Linked DNA regions of Sus scrofa: regions 1, 2 and 3 are each linked to region 4. The links are chromatin contacts, called in public Hi-C maps. All regions are on one chromosome and are shown on one strand. Each heading gives the region's core, a stretch centred on a gene start, on an enhancer-like site or on the middle of the called end of the contact. The rest is flanking DNA. Distances are from core to core; before and after follow the strand shown.

What was found. A called contact is a pair of places that touch in the nucleus more often than the background predicts.
Region 1: a Hi-C map of psoas muscle shows a contact between it and region 4, with 2.6 times the contacts expected there. The contact joins two enhancer-like sites. A contact is called at or near these places in 2 of 47 Hi-C or Micro-C datasets (psoas muscle and skeletal muscle) and 1 of 2 datasets of contacts at active chromatin or transcription factors (skeletal muscle).
Region 2: a Hi-C map of heart right ventricle shows a contact between it and region 4, with 3 times the contacts expected there. The contact joins the promoter of ZSWIM6 here to the enhancer-like site in region 4. A contact is called at or near these places in 1 of 5 promoter capture datasets (liver), 6 of 47 Hi-C or Micro-C datasets (alveolar macrophages, embryonic fibroblasts, fetal heart ventricle and 2 more) and 1 of 2 datasets of contacts at active chromatin or transcription factors (skeletal muscle).
Region 3: a contact with region 4 is called in a Hi-C map of skeletal muscle, with 2.5 times the contacts expected there. The contact joins two enhancer-like sites. A contact is called at or near these places in 3 of 47 Hi-C or Micro-C datasets (embryonic fibroblasts, psoas muscle and skeletal muscle) and 1 of 2 datasets of contacts at active chromatin or transcription factors (skeletal muscle).

Annotation. Positions count from the first base shown.
Region 1 is chr16:40,076,047-40,079,253 of Sscrofa11.1, reverse strand. It overlaps LOC102161888 (a long non-coding RNA gene), which reads right to left. Exons shown (of 7, transcript XR_001301840.2): 6 at 2,406-2,450; 7 at 1-2,290. Among named protein-coding and RNA genes, the nearest start is that of ZSWIM6, 28 kb to the left of the region's middle. Within about 2 kb of position 1,848, at least 17 of the 83 cell types and tissues checked have an H3K27ac peak or open chromatin away from gene starts, as enhancers often do. A contact at or near this core is called in skeletal muscle, where this site is marked.
Region 2 is chr16:40,103,597-40,106,878 of Sscrofa11.1, reverse strand. It overlaps ZSWIM6 (zinc finger SWIM domain-containing protein 6), which reads right to left and starts at 1,380. Exons shown (of 14, transcript XM_021076973.1): 1 at 700-1,380. The coding sequence starts at 1,354. LOC110257311 reads right to left here and starts at 693. Exons shown (of 1, transcript XM_021076974.1): 1 at 1-693. The coding sequence starts at 256.
Region 3 is chr16:40,176,719-40,179,938 of Sscrofa11.1, reverse strand. The region is part of intron 1 of ZSWIM6 (zinc finger SWIM domain-containing protein 6); the gene reads right to left. Among named protein-coding and RNA genes, the nearest start is that of ZSWIM6, 73 kb to the right of the region's middle. Within about 2 kb of position 1,883, at least 30 of the 83 cell types and tissues checked have an H3K27ac peak or open chromatin away from gene starts, as enhancers often do. A contact at or near this core is called in skeletal muscle, where this site is marked.
Region 4 is chr16:40,442,814-40,446,081 of Sscrofa11.1, reverse strand. All of the region lies in intron 1 of LOC102167681 (a long non-coding RNA gene), which reads right to left. Among named protein-coding and RNA genes, the nearest start is that of ZSWIM6, 340 kb to the right of the region's middle. Within about 2 kb of position 1,916, at least 4 of the 83 cell types and tissues checked have an H3K27ac peak or open chromatin away from gene starts, as enhancers often do. A contact at or near this core is called in skeletal muscle, where this site is marked.

The DNA of each region.
Region 1 (3,207 bases), core at 599-3,098, 370 kb after region 4:
TTGGACTGATGAATTTCTATGACAAACTATGCAGAGAATTTCCAAAATTTATTCTTTCCTTTCATTATTATCATTAAAGGCCACATTATATGTTCCTATAGATATGTAGTATAGGTTCAAATTGTTGAGATTTTTAGAGGCTTATACCTACCAATAAAGCACTGATACTTACTGTGCTTTACTCTTGCACTAGTAAAACACAAATAGTATATTTTCACTTCGAAAGAAATTTTACTTTCATAATGACCTTGGCCCGCAGTATATCCAGTGCTACAAAAAGCACTGATAGCTGCCTATAGTGGGTATTTTTTGCTTTCTGCCATTCATGCTTAAGAGTAGTGACACCGTAAGGACTCTACAAGCCCCAGTATGTCTGTAGTTAACAGAAGTTAGAAGAGTTCTCCTTCATTCTGAAAGGAAAGCGATTTTTCACTTTGAGAATGACAACCCACATTTGGTGATAAGCCCATTATATAAAGGGTTCAGAGATCAACCTTCAGCTTTTCCTTATGGAGAAATGGGGGTGGGGATAAACCTTCATTGATGGGGCAAGGGAAATCCAACTGTTCACACCTACTCTGGAGAACTTTTGAAATTCCCATGAGGTCTTATTATTAGGTCTGTGTCGAAATGTCAGCTTCTTTCTTGAGGATCTTTAATTATGGATTCATTTCTTTTTTAAAGTACTTTTTTAGGTATTCAGTCCTTATCAGCCTAGTCCTAGGGAAGGCTTTGTGTCTCTAATATAGCTGTTGCTGAGTGACACAGCAGCTCTTCCTGTCTCTAACCTGGGCACTCCTGTCACAACCACAGACTCCTGATGAGGTCAGAGATCTCAAAGAGCCCGGTGGCATGAGCAGGGGAGATTTAAAGGTTTATTTCATGGGAATAATTTTTTCTTGCTTGGAGTTTGAAGGGGTTCCTTCTTTGGGAGAATTATAAAGATCACTGACCAGCCTTTGTCTCTCATTCAAGGTATTGCTGTTTGAATACTCATGTTCAATATCACCTTGATACACAACTCCCAAGGCCTTGAGAAAACTCTGACATATATTGAGGCAGTGCTGATAAAGTGGGTGGGCCAGCCCAGTCATTTGGCTCTGGTCTCTAGCTCAAGAGGATCCCAGATTGTGGCTGCCATTCTGTAGCAAATTCGTGCAGAAAAGCAGAGAGTGTATCACCATCACGTGGATACTAAATTCATCATACTCCTAGCTCTCATGATATCTTCAGGAGCAAGGCCAGATCCAGGAGTGAGGGGCGTAAAACCTGTAAGCTTTTTGGTTCTTTCAGAGGCTCTTGGACAGCCTAAATACATGTTGATGCAGTAGCACTTTGCCAATTCCTACAGCCACAACTGGGTAGAATGTTGTGATATCAGCAGCTGTCAGTTAACAAACCTCTCTCATTGGTAAGGTGCATCGAAGGCCATGACAAGACCAGCAATGACTATTAAGTGTCTAAACAGCAAAATGAGGCATTGTCACCCACGTTGCTGGCCAACTGGTAAGAACCAGGGCTTATGGAGAAACACTGCAGAAGAGATGAGAGACAGCTGATCTCTGGCAGGGCTCTGCATTACCTCGAGGGGAGAGCCAAGCTCTGGCTCTTGGAAGAACTGCTCTCTGCACTTGCAAGCAAAGGCCAGGCACACAGGAAGGGCCCTGGGACTGTGCTCGGGCAAACGTGAAACTCAAGCTCTGAAAGCTAAGCCTCAAATCCAAATATGCTGTTATGCAAAGCGTTCGCAGCTTGGCTCACATTTGATTATCATATGAGGTTACTTGTTGGCATCTGCTGAGTAATTCCCTGGCAAGCCCGTGGCTTGTCAGTGGCATTCCTTCCTAAGTCACAACTGGACCAACGGCCTGGCTCAGGGAGCAGAGGCCAACACTGTGCAAGAGGCCATATTCTCCATGAAACCTACAGCCCACAGTCCTGATTTGCTGATGTCACCATGCCTGCTTTTCCATATTCAAAGATGAGCTGGTAAGCAGTTCCAGTGAGTGTCTGACAGACTCAGGGAAATCTTTTGGGGGTTGCACGTAACTGTTGAAGTGAGGAATATTTGTCTGTCATCAGTTGGATGAGAAAAGTTAAAACTCCTGCCAGAACTTCGGAGGCCTAGGGAGATGGCATCTCTCGCGGGAGCAACATTAGGCCAATTACAACGCTCAGCATTTTCCCAACACTCTGAGTTCAGAGCTCTTTGCGATCCGTTTGTTTCTTTAGCTGAGTTTCTTAAACACACACCGCCCCTTGTAGAGCTCTCTGGGCCTTCACCCAAAAGCTGAAGGATACAAAGAGGAGGAAGAAAAGACAGAGCAGCCGCCTCTACCCAAAGAGAGAAACCAAGCCAAATATTTCAGCGATTCATTATTCTCCAAAAGCTTGTCAATACTTACAATGGGGAGAAACGGAGAACAGCCAATATGTGTGGCAATAGAAGACTGGCCGCATACAATATGGAAAAAATAAGCAGTCATTAAAATCATGCTGTAGACTGTAGAAGAAACATTAATGACATGCAAACCTAGAAAGAATATATGATTAAGTAAAGCCAATTATAAGACATTTTGGGCAATATGATTACATTTTGTAAATACATATGTACATTTCTAGATGATATATACATATAGAAAAAAGACTGAAAGAATAAAAGTTAAACTGTTAATAGTGATATTTCTAGGTTGGGGTGGATTATAAGAGATTTTTCTTTCTTTTTTCCTCCAAATTGTCTACACTGAAGATGTTTTTAAATTTTGTTAACATCTTTTTTTTTTTTTTTGCCACAGCTTTAGTGGCTGGATGTGGGATCTCAGTTCCCAGACCAAGGATCAAACATGGGCCGCAGCAGTGAAAGAACCGAGACTGAACCACTAGGCCACCAGGGAACTCCCTAATTTTGTTTACATCTTTGTTATTATTATCATTTTATCAAAGAAAATATGCTCACAGCATAAGTTCAAACAATACAGACATGTTTAAAATCCAAAGTAAGATTTCTCTTAATCATGCATATACTACCCTGTATTTTAAATTTTTCCTAGAGTATTTATGCAAAGAATTACATATAGGTCTTCAATTTGCCTTTTTTTCACCTAAAGTATCTGGAACATCTTTCTGGGTATGTGTGAGCACTTTTCTTAGTTTCTTGTAAGGTGATCACCAGGGGCCCTGGCAGGCCAGCAAAGAGTGGGAGCTATA
Region 2 (3,282 bases), core at 131-2,630, 340 kb after region 4:
GGGCGACCGGCGGAGCTCGTCCGGGCCAGCCCAGACGCCGCAGCGACCCCTGGAGCGCCACGGCCGCCAGCCCGTCGAAGCCCTGAGAGGAGCGGCCGCCGAGTGGCATTAAAATGTATTTTCCTCCCCTCAAATCGAGGGGGCGGGGAGGGAGGGGGAGAGGAGAAAGAAAGACGCTCAGCGAGCCACAGACAAGGAAAGAGAGGAGAGAGAGCATAGAGCTCGGCCCGGCCGCCCGCTCGGCACCGGCCGGCATTGTCTGTGCGGCCCGCGCCCCCTCCCCCGCCCCGCACGGCCCCGCCACACACACCCTCCGCCGGAGCCCGGCCGTCCGCCGGTGCCTTTGTCCACATTCACCCCCCAAAACAGGCGAGCAGGGCTCCAGGACGTGCTCCGGGGGAGGAGGGGGAGGAATGGAGGGGACCGGGAGCACCCGACACCCACCCCGCCGACCCCGCGGCGGGGCGCGTCCTGCTGATTCATTTCCCACTCGCGCTGGCCCGTCCGGGGAGACAGGGGGCGGGGAGGGGCGGGGAGGAAATGGGCGCTCCACTCAGGAGGACTGTCCGGGCCGGTGAGGGCACCGGGCGGGGTGCGGGCGCGCGCTGCGCTGAGGGGCTGCCCAGAGGGGAGGGGGCGGGCGCCCCCCTGAGGGACTGACCGACGGACAGACGGCCCCCAGACTGCCCCGTGACTCACCGACTTGCAGGACGTTGTCGACGCAGCCGCTTTCCAGCAGCGCGATGCCCCGGCGGAAGGGCAGCCGTGTCTCATCGCCGCCGTCCGCCGACCCGGCGGCCCCCACCGACGGGGCCCCGGCCCCGGCGGCGGCGGCAGCGGCGGCGGCGGCGGCGGCCGAGGTGGCGGCCGGCGAGGACGAGGAGCCGCCGCCGCCCGCGCCGCCCGCGCCGCCGCCGGGGCCGCCGCTGTCGTCGCCGGGGCCGCCCGCGGCGCCGCCGCCGGTGTTGAAGGACGAGTACATGCAGATCTCCCGCTCGCTGCGGGGGAAGGACCAGTAGACGATGCGGCGCTGCACCGGCTCCGGGATGCGCTCAAAGCGCTCCTCCACGCGCTGGAACGGCCACTTCTCAGCCACCTTGCGCGCAGCGATGTCCAGCAGCGACTCGGGGCTCTGGGTCTTGCCCGGTGGCAGCAGCCCCAACGCTGCGCCGCCCCCGCACACCGCTGCCGCCGCACCGCCCGCCCGCGGGCCCGGCCGACAGGCAGAGCTGTAACCGCCACCCGCTCCTCCGCCGCCGCTGCTGGCCCCGCCGCCGCTGCCGCCGCCGCCGCCGCCGCCCGGCCGGCAGCAGAGCCGTTTCGCGGGAGGAGGCTGCTGTCCGCGCTCCGCCATGACCGCGCCGCTTCTAACCCGACAGCGGAAGTGCCGAGACCCTATAAACGGCACAAGGAAGCGCGACACGCACACGCCGCCGCGACGCCACGCTGCCATCTAGGGCCCGCCGCTCCTTGTATGGGCACAAGAGGCGAGGCCTTCTCCATGACGTCCTGGCTGAGGCGGGGCACCGATAGGGGGACCTAGGGCCAGGGGCGGGCCCTATGCAAATCGCTGGGCTGAAACATAAATAGAGCACTCCGCGGACACCAGGGTAGCGGGGGCGGTGGGGTTGGGTGCCGGTGGGGTTGTGAGAATGTCAGGCTGCTGTGACGCGGAGGGGCGGGGCTCTGGCAGGGTTCCCGCGGGAGGGGGCGGGCCGCCAGGCCTGGCCTAAGGTGGGTGGGTCTTTGCGCCCCTAGCCTACTCAACTTACCCCTCCAATTCCCTGCCATCCTTTGATGTCCTGCAAGTGAGGACGCGCCTCGTGGGTCGCAGCGGGGAGGGAAGGGGAGATAGGAGGTGAGTAAGGAGGAGGTGTCCGAGCTAAATGGAGGGCGGGGCCGGCGGGTCGATGCCCCACCCCCCCATCAGAGCCTGCCCGCCGGGGGAAAAGCCTCTGGGCGGAGGAGGCGCTTTCAAAACAAAGAAATGCGGCGTGGAACCCCGGGGACCGGGGTGGAGAGGAAGGCGGAGGAGGTGCGGCTGAAGCTGCCCGGCCGCCCGCTTCCCCTCCAGTCAGACCGGAGGAACTCCCCCCACCCCCAGCCCAGGCTGCGGCGCCGGAGAAAAGGGAGGAGGCTGCGTTCCGCGGCTGTTTTCCAGTTCACTTTTGCAAACCTAGGCGGAGGAGGAGAGCACCAGCCCCGCTGCCCCTCGTGGCTGCAGTGCACCCAGCCCCGAGCTCCAAGTCCGCTCTGTCTCGGCTCCTGAGCCTGCCAAAGTGTCCGATAAAGCGCAGAGCGCTCCGAACCTGCCCAGTAGCAGTGCGACTTGCGTCCGGAGCCAGCCACAGCCGCCCCGCCCTCGCGCTTCCTCAGCCCCGCGGGCGAGGAAGCCGGCCCGCTCGCCGGCGCGGAGCTGGGGAACTTGAACCGGCCCTTGTCGCCCCCGCGGCCGCGCTGCGGATACACCAGTCCATGCCTGAGAGTGATCGGGCTCGTAGTGGAGGGCACCCGGGGGCAGTGGGTTTAGCAAACACACCTTTGTGAGTACAGACACCACGGGCGGGCGCGCGCGCGCGCGCACACACACACACACACACCCTACGGGCCCGAGCGCACAGCCCAGCAACTGCAGACGGCGCGCCCCGGCTGCTCCGCAGCGGACGGCGGCTGCGAGCGCGCTTGGTGCGCACTTGAATCTGGCACGCCTCGGCCCCAGGCGTCGGGCTGAGGGGAGCCCTGGCGCTCGGGATGTGCGCCGCGCTCTCTGCCGCCCCGAGCGGCCCATCCTCCAGGGTAAAGGCAGCGTGCAGGGCGGGCGAACAGAGGACACAGCTTGCTGGGGCCAGGGCCAGGGTAGAAGCGGAGAGTCCCAGGCTGAACCAGGAACGCTACGGACGTTGTTTTTCGCACTCAGCAGAGCTCCGTCGAACCTGGGTCCAAGACACAGACTTAATTATCACGTTAGAGACACCCTTACTCTTTGCCCTGCCTTCTGTTTTTGCTGTAAACCATGTCACTGATACTGTCGCTGTTGTAGAAGATAAACCCTATCTTCTTTGACACTCGCATCTTTTAAGGTTATTGGAGGAGAGCCACCTGCCTCCTCGTTGCTTGGATTTAAAGGGGTAAGAGCGCTCCTGAGTTTTAAAAAATCGTCCACTCAGGGCCGGGCCCCGGAGACCTAGAGCTCCACGTCTTGGTTCTTTCCCTCTTCAGGCCTCACCAAGCCCCAGACTGCAGGTTCCCAGGGGACCTGATGCTGGCCGACTTTCCATAGCT
Region 3 (3,220 bases), core at 634-3,133, 270 kb after region 4:
GCAAAAACAAAGAAAGGAAACTCTAATTCAAAATCCATATTCAAATCACTCATGTCCTCACTCCCAGAGCACAGGGCAGAGCCAGTGAGGACTTCACATCAATGGTGCTAGGTTGCTTTACATGAGCAGGGAGCATTCATGTTAGGTCTTAATTTCTTCAGCTGTCTTATTCCTAGGGAACCCAATCATACTTGATCACTATGCAGAATTTTTTTTTTTTTTTAATGCTTTGACAGTAGGCTTTTTCACCTTGCGTCCCCTTATGGGAGAACTAATTAAAAGCATTTCTCCCTGGAGAAATCAAGATACAGTGAGGTCAAAACTGAGTGAACAACGGCATATGATTGGTGACTAATAATTCACAACCTCTGCCCTAAATCAATGTTCAATACACCAAATATTCCTGTTGGAAATTCCATGTTAAATGAAATAACCTTAATGTCTGGACCCAATATAAAAGGATAGTTTATAGTTCTTCATAATTTTATTATTATTCTGCACTAAGTATATTATTGCCAAAGTTATCTAAGTAAAAAACACAAGTAAAAAAACACAAGTTCTTAAGTCTAGCCTGATGCTTTAAAGAAAATAAATCAATTATAATACTATTCACAAACTCAGAACACTCTTGAATTCTATGAAATTGTCAATTCAGGGCTGAACATGTTGTCTTTTGCCAAAAAAGGTCCAGGTTTTTTGTTGTTTTGTTTCTTCCTGGTCTACAGGCTGACTTAATCTTAGCCAGGCTGCTACACATATGTGCAATTATAGTGACCAACTCCAGAAGGTAAGTGCAATCAATGCCTAAAGAAATGATCAAGATCATGCATAAGTGGCTTAACAAGGACAAACAAGCATAAGGCTCATGGACTAAAACCTCCATCCCTGAAACACACAAATCCAGTCTATTAAATTATCTATACCAGATAACTTCAGTAGTCACTCAAGTCTTCCTTTATTGGACTGATCAAGCAACAAAGTTTTCCATGAAATGTAATGGCTCTGTTTTAGACCCTTGTTTATAAACTTGTATTGTACTCCATGTTCACCCCCCACACCACTCACCTCCCCACGTACAAAAGGCTAATAAACTTGCTTTCCTGACTATAACTCACATTAACTGTGAACCAGAAGATTGACAAAAACCCTTGGAAATGACCAAGCAAAGTGATCTAATTAATAAATAGTCGAGGAAAACGCATGTTTTTAAAAATAAAATTAACCGTATGAAAACAGGAAACAAGAAGGGAAATGCAGCTTTAAATGTGACCTTTGTAAGTTGTCCCCAGAAAAAAGCCCACATTTTTCTCTGGGGGCTGAAGAATCAGCAGCAGTAACTCAAACCTACTGTGCCCATAGGTGGTTTTAATAGAGCTGTACTCGATATTGGCAGTTATTGACAACATTTCTTCTTGACGTTCTTTTTAGAGAATTGCGTTCGACAGTTTTTACAATTTTTTCTCATACCAATTCTGAAATGAAATGGACTTTCGGCAAGAAAAATCCAGAACCTCTTACCCAGCAAAAATCATCTCTCTAGCCCCGCCTCCATTAAGCATCACCATAGTTTATACTCTCTCCCTCCCTGAAATAAAAACAGCCCGCGAAATTTGACAATCTGATATATGTTATAAATATTTAACTTTATGCTTATACTTACTATTCAAACTGAAGAAATAGAGAGCCTTGGCTTTCAAAAACGATAGAAAAGAAAGTGTTCCACCTTTTTTACAAGGAAAATATATAATCATAATTTAATATTCATTAAGGAACCTCAAACCAGCGCGCCGCCCCGCCCCCGCTGTATCACTAACACACATGCGTTCCGCCCCGCGCCGTCAGTCACATACAAGCCCCGCCCTCCCGCGTGCCGTCAGTCCTGGCTCTGGCCTGAGGCTGAACCGGCGGCGCTGACGTCAGCTGGCGACCGAGGCCGCATTCCTAAACAGTTCAGACAAACCCACTGGTGGGAAGCTTAGAAAGCCCTCAGCTGTAGTGAAGAAAGCAAAGGCTTGGCCGACAGCCAGACTCCTGAGCTCAGCATTTTGTAATGCACTTCCTTTTTACTTAACAGCTTGCATAATGCTTTTAACCCTTCCTTTACCTGCATCACACCTTTAACCCCTTCGCTTCCCAGTTGAAGTTCAAAGCAAACTTCCAAACTCTATCATCCACAGGATTTTAATGTATTCTGCCCAAATCACAAATGACTGATTTTTAATATTGCTGAAGAGGCAATTTAATTAAACATATGTTCCCCTCAAACCGCGCACTTTTTTCCCGGTAGAGCAATGCTACTTTTCAAGTAAGGAAACTAAACTATTTCATTAAAACAATATATTTTATTGTTCAATTTTTTTTCAAGACTCTTCCTTCATAAGTTCTCTCTCAGAACTTACTTTTTCAAAAGATAATTACCTTCAAAAATACAAACAGAAAAGTACAAAAAGTACATGCTGTGACAAAACTCTCCCTCCAACTCTTCCCAAGTCATCCAGTTCTCACTCCATGAAAACTAATGTGACTTATTTCCCTTGTATTCACTCAGGAGTAGTTTAGTTATATATAAGAAAATACACATATACTCTATTTTCTCCTTTTTTGCACAAATGGTAAACATGTGCTTCTTTCTCCGTTGTCTTTCTTTTTCAAAACTGCAAGGAATCCCACAATTTACAGTAATTACCAGACCCCCATACATGAGCATTTAGGCCATTTCTAATTTTTCTGCTAAAGCCACAGTGAAAATCGTGTATGTCCATTTTCCTAGAATATATTCCTAAATTAAGATTTGCTAGGTCAAAGCAAATACGTATTTGCAATTTTGAGCAGTGCCTACATACAAACCGCCACTCCACTGGAAGTGTATCTCTTACCCGCCTACCAGCAGTGCATGAGGATTCTATATCCCTAACACTGTCTCCTGAATGAAGAGCCTCTCCTTTATTTCATAGCAGTTCCAGATCCCAGATCTTTTGCCAGGCCATTGTTACTAAGCTTCTTTATTTTTTGAAAACAGATCTGTGGGGAAAAAATGGTATCTCAGTGTAGTTTTAATTTACATTTCTCATGTGAATGAAGTTGAGCATCTTTAAATATAATAAAAAGTCATTTGTATTTCCCTGTGAACTACTAAAATCATCACTTTTGCCCATTTTTTTGTTAGACTGTTGTCATTTTCTTACTATTTTGTAGGTAGCCTTTCTCAATGTTTAGGAAA
Region 4 (3,268 bases), core at 667-3,166:
TCCACAAAGAAAACACTCAGGGCTTTCTCTTCCTAGAGCAGCTGTTGTACCACCATCCACAGCCTTGGCTGGCCCCTGCTCTTGCAAGGCTCCTCCTCTGGATGGTCACTCAGGTGGCTTCTCAGCTGAAATGACCCTTTCTCAGAGAGGCTAGTGGCACCTGCCCCATTTACCATCACAATACCCTCCTTTACTGCCTCAGGGCACTTCCAATCCATGGAGCTTATTTGTTTATTGTCTTTCACCTTCTAGGATGTTATCTCCATGAGAACAAGGGTTTGTATGTTGCTGTTTCTTTAGTGCCAGTAAACAGGTGTGGAGTGAATGAATGAATGGAGGATATAAAGATTCTCACTTCAGGTTACCTAGTCTCACTTCTTTACAAATGAAGAAATTGAGCCTTTTTTCCTAAAAAGAAGAAACAGGGAAGCAGCTAAGCCAACTATGCTGACTCTGGAGTGCTGAACTGGGACGTGATTTATTCAAATGAAAACTCCCGGGGAATTGTTTTGGAGGGATCCATAAAACAAATGTCATTTTCACCTGGAGAAGTCACCCAACCTTCTAACCAATTCCAAATACAGTTCTCTAATGCAGATTTGACAAATTTAAAATCTCTTACACAAAGTCATTCATCATCTAATATGAGCCTGCCCTGCGTCACTGTTTAAGTTATAGCTTTTTAATGGGGTAAAACATTTCTATAAAATCATCAAAATACCTTACACCAGAACTGCCTATAAGAAATTGATGAGTTTCAAGCATTGATTCAACCCCTGAAAACGTCAACCTTGCCATTGGCACTGTGGGCATTTCTAATAAAAGCAGCTAAGGAGGTATAATGAATATCTAATGAACCATTTTGTGTGTCTATGTGGTTTCTTGAATTGGGAATAAATCAATGAGCCTTACAAAATGCATATTTTAGTGGTATATTCATAAACAATAATCCTGTTTTTCTATCATGACTGGAGTGTCATTCTTTTTATAACACAACTGAAGATTCAATAATTTTATATATACATAACCTAGAGCTTAAAGGGGGAGGGCAACCTAGCACATGTTTGATTTTTAAAATGTTCTTGTGTGTGGAAGCTATGTGGATCACAAAGGTAAAACCAAAGCACTCACGATCTAGTAGCAAACATGGGACATATGAATAATAACCAGTAAACAATGTGGAAACCTCCATGAATGCAGGAGCAGGAAGTAGCCTAGACTGAATGCCATGGGCTAAGGAAAGCTGAGGGCATGAATCTCGCTTTGCAGACACAGTAGCTGAGCCCGTGCCAGCACTCCTGGCTGGTTCAGCCAGGGACAGTGGTCTCACTGGGCTGAAATAAGCTCCCCCAGCAATAGTGTGTCATGTTGCCCTGCAGAGCTCCCCCACAACCCTGCCAAAGGATTCAGCTGTGCTGTCCCACTGGCTTCCACAGCAGGAAATGGGTGCGTTGCTTTCCCTCCCATTGGCATGGGTTCAAACCCTGTGATCCAAAGGTGCCTCTCTATCTCAGCAACTTCCCTTCCAGAGGCCAAATATAACCAACCCTTTCCCAGCTCACAAAATTTCCAGTCAGACGGCCATGCACAGTGACAGCAGCCAAAGAGCATCTCCACAGCCCAGACCACAGCCAAAAATAACCGTCACTTGGTGAGTATGGGTTGGAACTATTTCTTCCTGTTCTTGGGACTTCGTTCAAAGGTATTTTGGTTTGGGTTTTGGATTGTTTTGTTTTGTCTTTGGTTTGGAAGTAAACATAGTAACTGAAGAAGTTGCTACATCAACATCCCATATTAGACTCATAGGTTTAAATCCAGTTGGGGTGGGTCATGAACAGAAATGTATCCATCTCTTAAAATCTCCCCAGTCACCTATATAAAAGATAGTCTAGCACATGCTTCTCCTCTCCACTCTGGCCGGCAGTACCTCCTGCACAGCCATGATCATGCTTGGACCAACCAATAGGATCCCTTTCTCCTCAGTCTAGTTGAGGTAAGAGGCTCATCTTTGTGGCTGGATGCAGTCGCTTCCATGTTTATACTCATGATGCACCAGGGCAGCAGTCAGGACTTGGGCCCCAGAGCTGTCAGTTTAGTGCCCTCCACAAGTACTAAAATGAGTTAAATTATTCATTTATTTCTGTAAAAGTACGCAGTGTTCAACAACCACCAAGCCCACTTTTGATCTGCTTCCTGACACACAACACTCTTGTCAACCAGGTTTTTTTGCAGGCTAGCAGACACATCTTGTTAAATCTTACTGAGTGGATGACACTAAATGGAATCATGCTAAAGAGATCCAGGCTGGGGAAGATGATTGTCTTCTCCACGCCCTCTTTCCAAATGCAATGAACAATATGCCATTGTGCAAAACCATAACCTTCAATTGTTGGAACATCTTTGTACTTTTGTTCTTCAAAGGCAGAATGTTTTCTGGCCTGGTACTACCTGAGAATCCTCCCTTAACTTCTACATGTGCAAGCATATCACACAGATACATCTCATTTCTTGTCATAGTGCATGCTGTGCTAGGACCAATAAATAATTTATGCATTTAATGCATTTATCAGCTCTCCTGTGTGTGTGTGTGTGTGTATGTGTGTGTGTGTGTGTACATATACATATCCTCTGTGCCAGTGTCAAAGATGTCTTTTATATTAACAGAAAGCAAGCAACCTCTTGGGTGTTTCTGTACCATGAAATTAGCTTTGCATCTTATGCATCAAATGAGTGAAAAGTGATAACAGGTCCCTGTTCTTTACACAAAACTAAGCACTCATTTATATCAGAAAAGGAGTTGTACTAAGCATTTCATGTTGAATGTTTTCTGAAATTGCTCCCTTCCCTTATTCTTTTCTAAGGAAGGCGTCTATTACTCCAGGGCCCTGTAGATTGCAGAGGGAAAATGGCTCCTAAGTCTCTACGTGTTCTATTTAGGTTGCCTTTTCTTTGCTTCCATGTCAGAATATTTATCTTGCTTATCATCAAGAACAGCTTCCTAGCACCCAGCAGTGCCAAGTGTGGCACCAGGTGTATGTGTTTGGCAGTCCTCACCTCCACTGCTGTCCACCGGCTCCAACTTGGATTTAACCATGTCATCACTCACACCCTGCAGCAGCAGCCTCTTGGGGTGCTACCAGCAAGATGACAAGTAGCAAGAATGAGCACCAGGGCAGCAGCTGCCGTGGGGCAAAGTCAGGTGTCACACCTGGCTAATGTTGCCTTTCAACTCCAGCCACCTCTCTCCATCCAGCTTCCTCATTTGGAA